Linked DNA regions of Oryctolagus cuniculus: region 1 is linked to region 2. The links are chromatin contacts, called in public Micro-C maps. All regions are on one chromosome and are shown on one strand. The core of a region is the stretch at or near the end of the contact, and the rest is flanking DNA. Distances in the headings are between cores, read along the strand shown.

What was found. Hi-C and Micro-C count contacts between places; a contact is called where the count stands out from the background.
Region 1: a Micro-C map of ear pinna shows a contact between it and region 2, with 2.7 times the contacts expected there. The contact joins the enhancer-like site here to the promoter of SUSD6 in region 2. A contact is called at or near these places in 3 of 6 Hi-C or Micro-C datasets (ear pinna, skin fibroblasts and an unstated tissue).

The regions. Positions count from the first base shown.
Region 1 is chr20:15,542,921-15,547,249 of mOryCun1.1, reverse strand. The region is part of intron 3 of SUSD6 (sushi domain containing 6); the gene reads right to left. Among named protein-coding and RNA genes, the nearest start is that of SRSF5, 57 kb to the left of the region's middle. Within about 2 kb of position 2,774, at least 4 of the 8 cell types and tissues checked have an H3K27ac peak or open chromatin away from gene starts, as enhancers often do. A contact at or near this core is called in ear pinna, where this site is marked.
Region 2 is chr20:15,461,295-15,465,414 of mOryCun1.1, reverse strand. It overlaps SUSD6 (sushi domain containing 6), which reads right to left and starts at 1,394. Exons shown (of 7, transcript XM_008248579.4): 1 at 1,162-1,394. LOC103345160 (a long non-coding RNA gene) reads left to right here and starts at 1,427. Exons shown (of 3, transcript XR_515157.4): 1 at 1,427-1,725.

The sequences.
Region 1 (4,329 bases), core at 1,525-4,024, 80 kb before region 2:
ACACAGCTGCAGAGGATGCAGATGGCGCAGAAGCAGAAGGAGCTGGCAGCAGCTTGCACTTCAGGGTCACCCCAGCTCAACACCCTCCAGAAACCAACAAGAACTCTCAGTGAGTTCTGCTTTTGTTGTTTTGGGGACCAGTCTTTCAGGAGGAAGAGGCAAACCAAACACAACACCCTTACAACACTTCAACAATCAAGATAAAACAAGCTCCAGGAAAGGCAGCTGGGTGTGGGTGTGAAACCATTCAGTGTAACAAACAAAACCAAGGGGCCGGCCTGTGGCAAAGCCGCTGACTGCAACCTGGCATCCCATGTGGCTGCCGTTTTGAGCCCCAGCTGCTCCACTTTCAATACAGCTCTCTGCTGTGGCCTGGGAAAGCAGTGGAAGATGGCCCAAGTCCTTGGGCCCCTGCACCCGCGTGGGAGACTCGGAGGAAGCTCCAAGCTCCTGGCTTCAGATTGGCACAGTTCCAGCTGTTGTGGCCATCTGGGGAGTGAATCAGCGGATAGAAGACCTCTCTTTCTCTTTCTGCCTTTCTGTGACTTTGCCTTTCAAATAAATAAAATCTTAAAAAACAAAAAAACCAGAACCAATACCTGAGCCCCTTCAAAACAAGGTGTGGGAAGTAGACAGTATGAGGACCAGCACCAACTGCCCGAGCCTCAGAGGTATCAGAAGGGAGTAGGAGAGGCAAATGTAAATAAAATACCAGTGCGTTCTGTGGGGCAGGTGTTTAGTCAAGGACACCACAGCCCATAGCAGAGAACCTGGGTTCCATACTTGGCTCCAGCTCCTGACTCCAGCCTCCTGCTAAGGCAGATCCAAGAGGCAGCAGGGAGGGGGCTCAAATAGCTGGGTTCCCACTACCCACATGGGAGACTTGGATTGAGTTCCTGCTCCCGGCTTTGGCCTGGCCCTGCAGTGGTGGGCATCTGGAGGGTGAATCAGCAGATAGGAGCTCTCTTTCTATCTGCCTCATTCTGTCTCTCAAATAAATAATAAATACATATAATCCCATTACATTCTAAAAAGACTCATCAAGAAGGCTTTCTAGTTGATGGGCAGTTACCAAGAAAATACTACACTGCTGAGCAGGGTAACTGAGGGCTTCAGAAACTGGGTCAGGAGTTCACTCCAGGTTTGGAACAGCTTTAGACTAAAATATTGGTGCAGTAGCAATTAGGACACAACAGGGTACACAGAAACAGGTGCTTAATGAAAATGTTGAAAGGCAGGATGGCCAGAGAGCTTTCCTGGGAATGCAGGGGGAGAAGAAACAGGGTCCCCAAACCCAACACACCAGCTGCAGTTGCGATCTGAGCACCCTAGGCAAGGCCGTAAATGTCCTTGTTAGGTTGTAATTCTATCAGTCAGAGTCGGCCCTCTCCAAACAAGTGCCTAGGAGGGCCACAAAGGTTCCAACCTAGAGAACACAAGTTACACAGCCAACTCCAAGGTGATCAGTGAAGCAGGGTCATGTATGACACAAGCTGTTCACGTGCCTGTTTCTCTACCAGCCTGGGGTGTCCCTTTCGGGCAGAGACGATCTTACCCTTCTGACAACCAGAGAGCAAGAGAAACGAACACATGGAAATCACAAACCTTGCACAGAGCTATCCAACAGTATCTTCACGTGGACACAGATGTACTTTTAAATGTTCTGGTAGTCACGTTAAAAAGGTAAAAGGGGAGGTAGGTGTTTGGCACAGCAGGTTAAGCTGCTGCTGAGACACAGGGCATCCCATATTCTAGTGCCTGGGTTTGAGGCCAGGTTCTGCTCCGATTCTAGTTTCAAGCTTATGCCACCCATGTGGGAGACCTGGACTGAGCTCCCAGCTCCTGGCTTTGCCCTAGCCTACCCCTGGCTGCTGGGGGCATTTAGGGAGCTAAACAGTGGATGGGAGGTCTCTGTCTTTGTACCTTTCGAGAAAACAAGGCAATGTGGGTTAGATGGCTGGTCTCACCACCTCCAAGGTTTATTTGTAAAAGACCTGCAGCCATTGTGGATCTGATTTTAGCACAGGGTGAGGAGAAACATCCTGTCCCTGCAGAAGCTCCTTAGTCCCAGCAGATTGGGCAGGAGCAGGAACACAGGCAGGGTTCAACTCCCTAAGAGATACCAGGGCTGCTTCCATCCGTGGCGCTCTCGGGCCTTCTGCCTTCCTGAGCCCCCACTCAGTCAAAAGTCTACAACAGGCTGCAGGGAGAGGGACACGAGATGGTTTCTCATGCTACTTGCAACCTTCCTCTCCTATGAGACAGACCTTCCCAGCAGTCAGACAGGAAGCCCATTGTCTGGCCCCATCCCTTTTCTCATGAGAACTTCCCACAGGCTGGGGGAGGGCTGGCCTGCAGTGGCTCTAGACTTTTTTTCAGGGTGTGGCGCTGGAGCTGGGCTGGGCGAATACACAGGAGACACCACCCAAGGTGGAGGCTGCCCCCTGTGCCCCCCCCCCCCCCCCCGCCGCCCCAATCTGATTAATCACTGACAGATGGGTCTGGGCTCCTCGCACCCTGCTCCCCACAGGAGAGAGGAAATGCCAGCCAGTAGCCTCAGAGCCAAGCAGAGCGAGAATGGTTCCTCTATACCTGCAGGCAACCACCAGAAGTCCTTAGTCATTCAGGAAGAAGTGCTTTTTTTCCCCTGGGCCTGCAAACTCTGACCTGAGTCCAGGCAGTCGGCTGGGACGCCACCCACTGTGGTGCAAAAGTTCCTAGGTCCCAAGTTTCCCAACTGCCTATTCCAGGAAATGTCCCCAGGCACTACCAGAAAGAGCAACCAGCAGCACAGGGTACAGTGACGTGGGTGTGTGAGTGGTGGTATCTACAATCAGCGGGCCAGGGGTGGTGTGCAGCTCTAGAGGCCACCTGCCGAGCAGCCTGGGGGGCAGATCTTCCTCTTCCCCAGTTTCCACATCTCTAATGTGGAGATTCAAAAGGCATCCGTCTCCGGGGCTGCTGTGCAGGTCAGGCCCAGCGCACGCTAAGCACTCAGTAACCAGCCGTCCTCCTCTGTGTCCCAGGGACACCTTCACTCCTCTCTGAAGCGGACGCTGTGTCCTTTCTCTGCAGCAGCTTTCTCACAGGGCCCCTTCCCCCCAGTTACTCACCCCTGCAGAGTACAGAGCAGGGATTTGTTCTGTTTGTAGCCCCAGTGCCCAGCAGAGTAGATGCTTAGAAGAAACTGCCTTACCTTGCAGATTCTGTCTTGTTTTTAACTCCTGTGGGCCACAGTGGTTGAGAAGAGTCAGAGACTAACGTGCTCCAAACTGCTGCCCAACCAGGAGCATTACTCCCTGCCTAATGGACAAGGGACAAGGGCCACATGCTGTCAGGCCAGGGTGGAGGTGTCAGACAGGGGGATCAGGGTGTGACCAGGGGCCCACTCTGCAACTGTCAGCTCTGCTCCTTGCCAGCCAGTCCCCGCTCCGTGGGACTTGGAGAGGCCGATAAAATCACACACCTGGAAATGTCTTCCATCCCTGGCACAAATCAGAGATGCCTGATGAATTTTTACACTTATTTTCAGCAGCACATTAAATCCTTATCTGTGACTTTTGGAATGGGGTAGGGCAAAGGATTTGGTAAGAAAAAAAAAAAAAAAAGACCACTGCAGAAACCTCTGAGTATTTGGAGAAGGGCAGGCAGGAAACAGAGAAGGATGTGTGGGGGTGGGGGTGGGAGTGGGGGGTGGTGACTGGTGACTGTCTGTTCTCCCCTGCTCCAGCTCAGGAATTGCCAGCTGCTTCACGAACCCTTCACTGCTTCTCTTCTCAGACCAGGGCTCCTCCTGGCTGATAAACAACCTCCACATGGCCTGCTAGCCTTTCACCTTCTGTTCTGGAGGTTGCGCCCCTCCCCCTGCTAGGACAGCTACTGAACAGGGTGGCAGGAGACCCTCCTCCATTCAGCCACTCAGTGCCAGAGCCATGCCCCAGTGAAGTGACCTCCAGAGCAGAGCCCACGGCGGCCCCCACCTCCATCTCTAAAATGATAGGGTGACAGCAGAGCCGGGGGCCGGGCCGCTGCCCACGTATTAACTAACCAGTGCTACCGCATCTCCCCTGAGGAGGCACCAGCGGGTTCCCAGCCGGCGGAGGATGTTTATCTTTCCCTCACCAGCAGCTCCTGCGCCAGGGCTCCGTCCTCCACCCCACCGCCAATCCAAACCACACAGCATCTCTGCCCACAGAATCCCCTGCCTCCGGGAGCCACAGGCAGGTCCTCTGAGGAAGCCCAGTCTGCGGCCTGAGACACTGCCCACCCTCAGAGGGGTACCTGATGAGCAGGTGGTGATTAACTCAGGGCTGGCTTAGAGTTTAAAGC
Region 2 (4,120 bases), core at 145-2,644:
CTGCTGTTTCTTACATGAAACCAGGCAAAAAAAGCTCTTAGCCCTTGCTCATATGATTGCTACTCTCCTTTATTAAATACTTCCTTTACTGAGGCGCAGCCGTACGCAACTCTGAAAATACTCATTTCTGCTTGCCTATGCATCTAGCTAAAAACGCAAAGCCTAGAAGCTGAGCACTCGAGCCAAGCACATGTCTCTACTTGCCTCCACTAGATGGTGACAATTTGGGTGTGGAATTCCCAAAACAGAAAGCGTGTGTGTGCATCACTCATATAGATTTTTTTTTTTTAAGCCAAAGAAATCAAAACGGCAAGAAATGGATCAATCGCTGAGCAGGGTGGAGAGACAACACTTCCCACCTCTGCAGAGCTAGTCAAACCCGCGGAGGGGGGATCCCACCGCACACAGCACACACGACCCCGGGGTAGCAAGAGCAACAAAGGCCGGCCCCTGGGAGAAAACTCTGCCAACAGCAGCTCCGCAGGCCGCTGCGCCCGCACAGGAACCTGCCCCTCGCCAGCTGGGGCCGCGCTCCGCCCGGGTCTGGCTGTGCCCACGACCGCCCTCTGCTCCGCTTCTCGTTCCAGGTAACTTTTTCCACTTCCGCAGCCGTGCAGGCTAGGCGAACCCACACCGACTCTCTGCAGTCAGGAGTGTGCACCGGCAAGCGAGGAAAGAACAGGAAGTGGCTTCGGGAGAGTTTCGGCCCCGATAATCAAAGTTTTTCGAGACTACGGGCGCAGACAAGGCGCGAGGGGCTCCAGGCAGCTCCGTGCGCACGGACGCACACGCCGGCCCCAGACTTCCTCAGGAAACGCACCTCGGCCGAGCCCGCCCTGCCCCAGCGCAGCGCCCGCCGCTCGGCTCGGCTCGGCTCGGCGCGGGGCCGGGAACCGCAAAGGAGGGCCGCTCGCCCGCCGCCTCCGCACCGAACTCGCCAAGCGGACCGGCCCCGGCGCGCCCCGCACAGCCGCGAGCCCGGGGGCAGGTGCCCTCCTCGGGGCTCCCGGCGGCAGGGTGACAAGCGGGCCGCCGCCGGGGAGCAGCCGGCCCAACCCCCGGCCCGCGACCCTCGCGGCCGGTGCGCGTCCAGCGCTGGCCGCTGACAGCCGGCCGGGCGCGCAAGTGACACACACAATGCCGGCCGCGCTGACAACTCACCCCGGAGCGGCGCGGAGACCTGAGGGAGGGAGCCGACCCGCCGCCTGCGCGCGACCGCAGCGCTCTCGGGTCCAGGCGAGGCCCCGCGTGCCCGTGTCTGGCCGGCGGTGCGGGGGCAGGAGGCCGGCGGCAAGGAGACGGCTAGGCGGTCGCCGGCTTCGGAGAATGGAACGCGGCGGCGGCGGCGGCGTCACTGGCCCAGCTGTACCGCGCGGGGCGGGGGGAGTCCCCGCCAAGGGGCGGGGCGGAGCGGGGCGGGGCCAGGGGCCACGCAACAAGCGCCGGCGTCGCCCCACTGGGAGCCCCCGCACGCACGCGCCGCAGGCCGCGCCAGACGCCCCGCCGGAGACCAGACAGCGGTGTTGGGGGGGCCTTAAAGGGACCGCCGCGCTGACTGAGCCGGAGCGGACGGGGCGGTGCGGGCTCCCCAGGTCTTGCACTGTTGCTGTTAGGGGGATTGTTATTATTTGCAAAGAACTGGATTGCCACCAGGTTTACAAGGCTGTTTCACGCGTGTTGTCTTGTGAACTCCTGAATGGCTCTTCTGACCTAGCTCGGAAGCAGGTTATTATCCCCCCTATTAAGTAGTTGTGTGTAGCCTTTACCTACATTCAGATCACCCCGGGGGCCGGGCGGGCGGTTGAGCGTGAAGATGCAGGTCGCGGTTCCACCTCCAGCCTCTCGGAGTCGGGACAGCTAGGGTCGGACTGGCGCCTTCCCGGGGAAGCGCTCAGCACACCGAAAGGACCCGCCATGGGTATCAGGGTTGAAAAGCTCAAGTTCCGAGCAAGGAGTGGCACAGCCGGGCACAGAGCCCTGCCAGGTGCCCAGCTTTGCATGCCAGCCGGGGGGGGGGGCAGCCTCCTGGGGCTACTTTCCAGCCCATCATCCTGTGTGAGCCTAGGGCGGCATGCCGGGACCACGACCAGCACACCATTTATTGGTGATCTCCCACTGGCACTGCCGTCCCAGCTATCTGTCCTCGGTTTCTGTGCTTATACAGCAGATGACCCCTTGGTGGCAGGGACTGTGGCTTTTTATCTTTGTGCCCCAGGGCGTTGAGTCAAGTGCTGGCCTCAGAAGTGCTCAGTGGATGGTGAGCCGTCCCTACTGGAACGTCAGACTCCTATCTTTTGCTCCACCTTGGCTTAAGTAGCCCTGTTTCCCAAGGTGGGACGTGGATACACCCCTCACCAACACCCCCAGGGCCCCTGACCAGTATTGGTTCTAGCTCGATTTCAGGAAAAGTACTGTGAATAAATTATGGCCTGTCTTTGAAAGAGCTCAGACAAGCGCCCCTCCCCACCTGCACACACCTGTTCCCGAGAGCCCTCCCTTCTGGGCCCCACAGCAATCCGCCTAGCCTATTACCTTGTGCATAAGCTGGTCTATGCTCTGTCTTCTTCTTGGGTCCAGAGTCACTGGTGATGACGGACACCCCTCCCTTGCTGCTCACTGTCTCCCCCTTGCGGCGACTGCACAGCCCACACCCCCCACGGAGTTGACCATGCCAGCCTCTACCACAGAGGCAGCCCCAGGGCAAAGGAAGCGGGCGGCCAGGGGACAGGGTGGAGGCAGAAAGGATTGGAGAAGGCACATGGAGAGAGACAGAGAGGAAGGGAAGGAAGCAGGCATCTCCTCGGGGGTCGGCTCACCACGCAGGCCGGGAGCCTGAGCTGTGCTCCAGTCGCCTTCCCCGCCGACAGGCTCGGTGGGTCCCGGAAGACCCACCACCTCTCATATCATACGGTGGCTCCTGGAACCCTGTGCAGGTCTGTTCATTGCTACCTAAAATCCTCCCCTGGAGCCACAGAATGAATGAAGGCAAGCCCCCCTCTCCACCCCCCAGAGACCAAGTACAGGGCTCCTTACCATCTGTGCCCAGCCCTCTGTGTCCCTCCACACCACCCCGTCCCCCCAGGCCTCCCTGTACCACCTGCTGGTCTAACAGCGCAGCAGTCCAGCTCAGAGCTCTTGCCCTGTTGTAAAATGGCCTCCCCACGGGACCTCTGCAGCCCCTCCAGAGCTGCTGCTTCTGCCCTTCTGTAGCGTTTTGGTTGAGGCTCAGTTGGGCATTCGTTTCCCTCTGCTTGGAGTCTCTCTCCTCAGCCTCTGCTCTCCCCTTGACCCCGCCTGCCCGAGGCTCCGCTGGCCTCCCCCACTAGAACTGAGCAAAAGCTGTTACATTCTGCTCATCGGCCTTGCTCTTCTCACCTACAAAATGGGGGTGGTACTCCCTGGCCTGGAGTACAGCTTATTTTTAATGCCATTGAAGAAATATCTTATTTCTCACGATGAGGGTTAAAAATAATGTAGGCCCTAGGTTGGGTGTTTGGCTCAGTGGTTAATGCACTGCTTGGGACATCCATGTCCCATATGGGAGTGCCTGGGTTTCAGTCCCAGCTCCGCTTCCAACTCCAGCTTCCTGCTAATGCACACCCTTGGAGGCAGCAGCTGAGAGCTCAAGTGTTTGAGTTGTTAGAGCCCATGTGGAGACCTAAATTGAGTCCCAGTCTGTCTTCCACTTGGGCCAGCCCTGGCTAGTGGAGGTACTAGGGAGTGAACCAGCAGATGAAAGATATCCCTGTGTCTGTCTGTTTCTCTCAGCCTTTCAAATAAATAAATAATTTTTTTAGAAAAGAATAATTTAGATCCTACAGATTCTACACTGGGAGGGACCGTTGCTTTGTTAATTAAAAAATTATTTTAAGGGCCGGCATTGTGATGCTTTGGGTTGAGCTGCCACCTGCAATGCTGGCATCCCATATCAGAGCACTGGTTTGACTCCTGGCTGCTCCACTTCTGATCCAGATCCCTCTAATGTGTCTGGGAAAGCAGCAGAAGCTGGCCCAAGAGCTTGGGGCCCTGCCACTCACATGGGAGAGCTGAGTGAAGTTCCAGGCTTCTGGCCTCAGCCTGGCCCAGCTCAGCTGTTAAAGGCATGTGGGAAATTAATCAA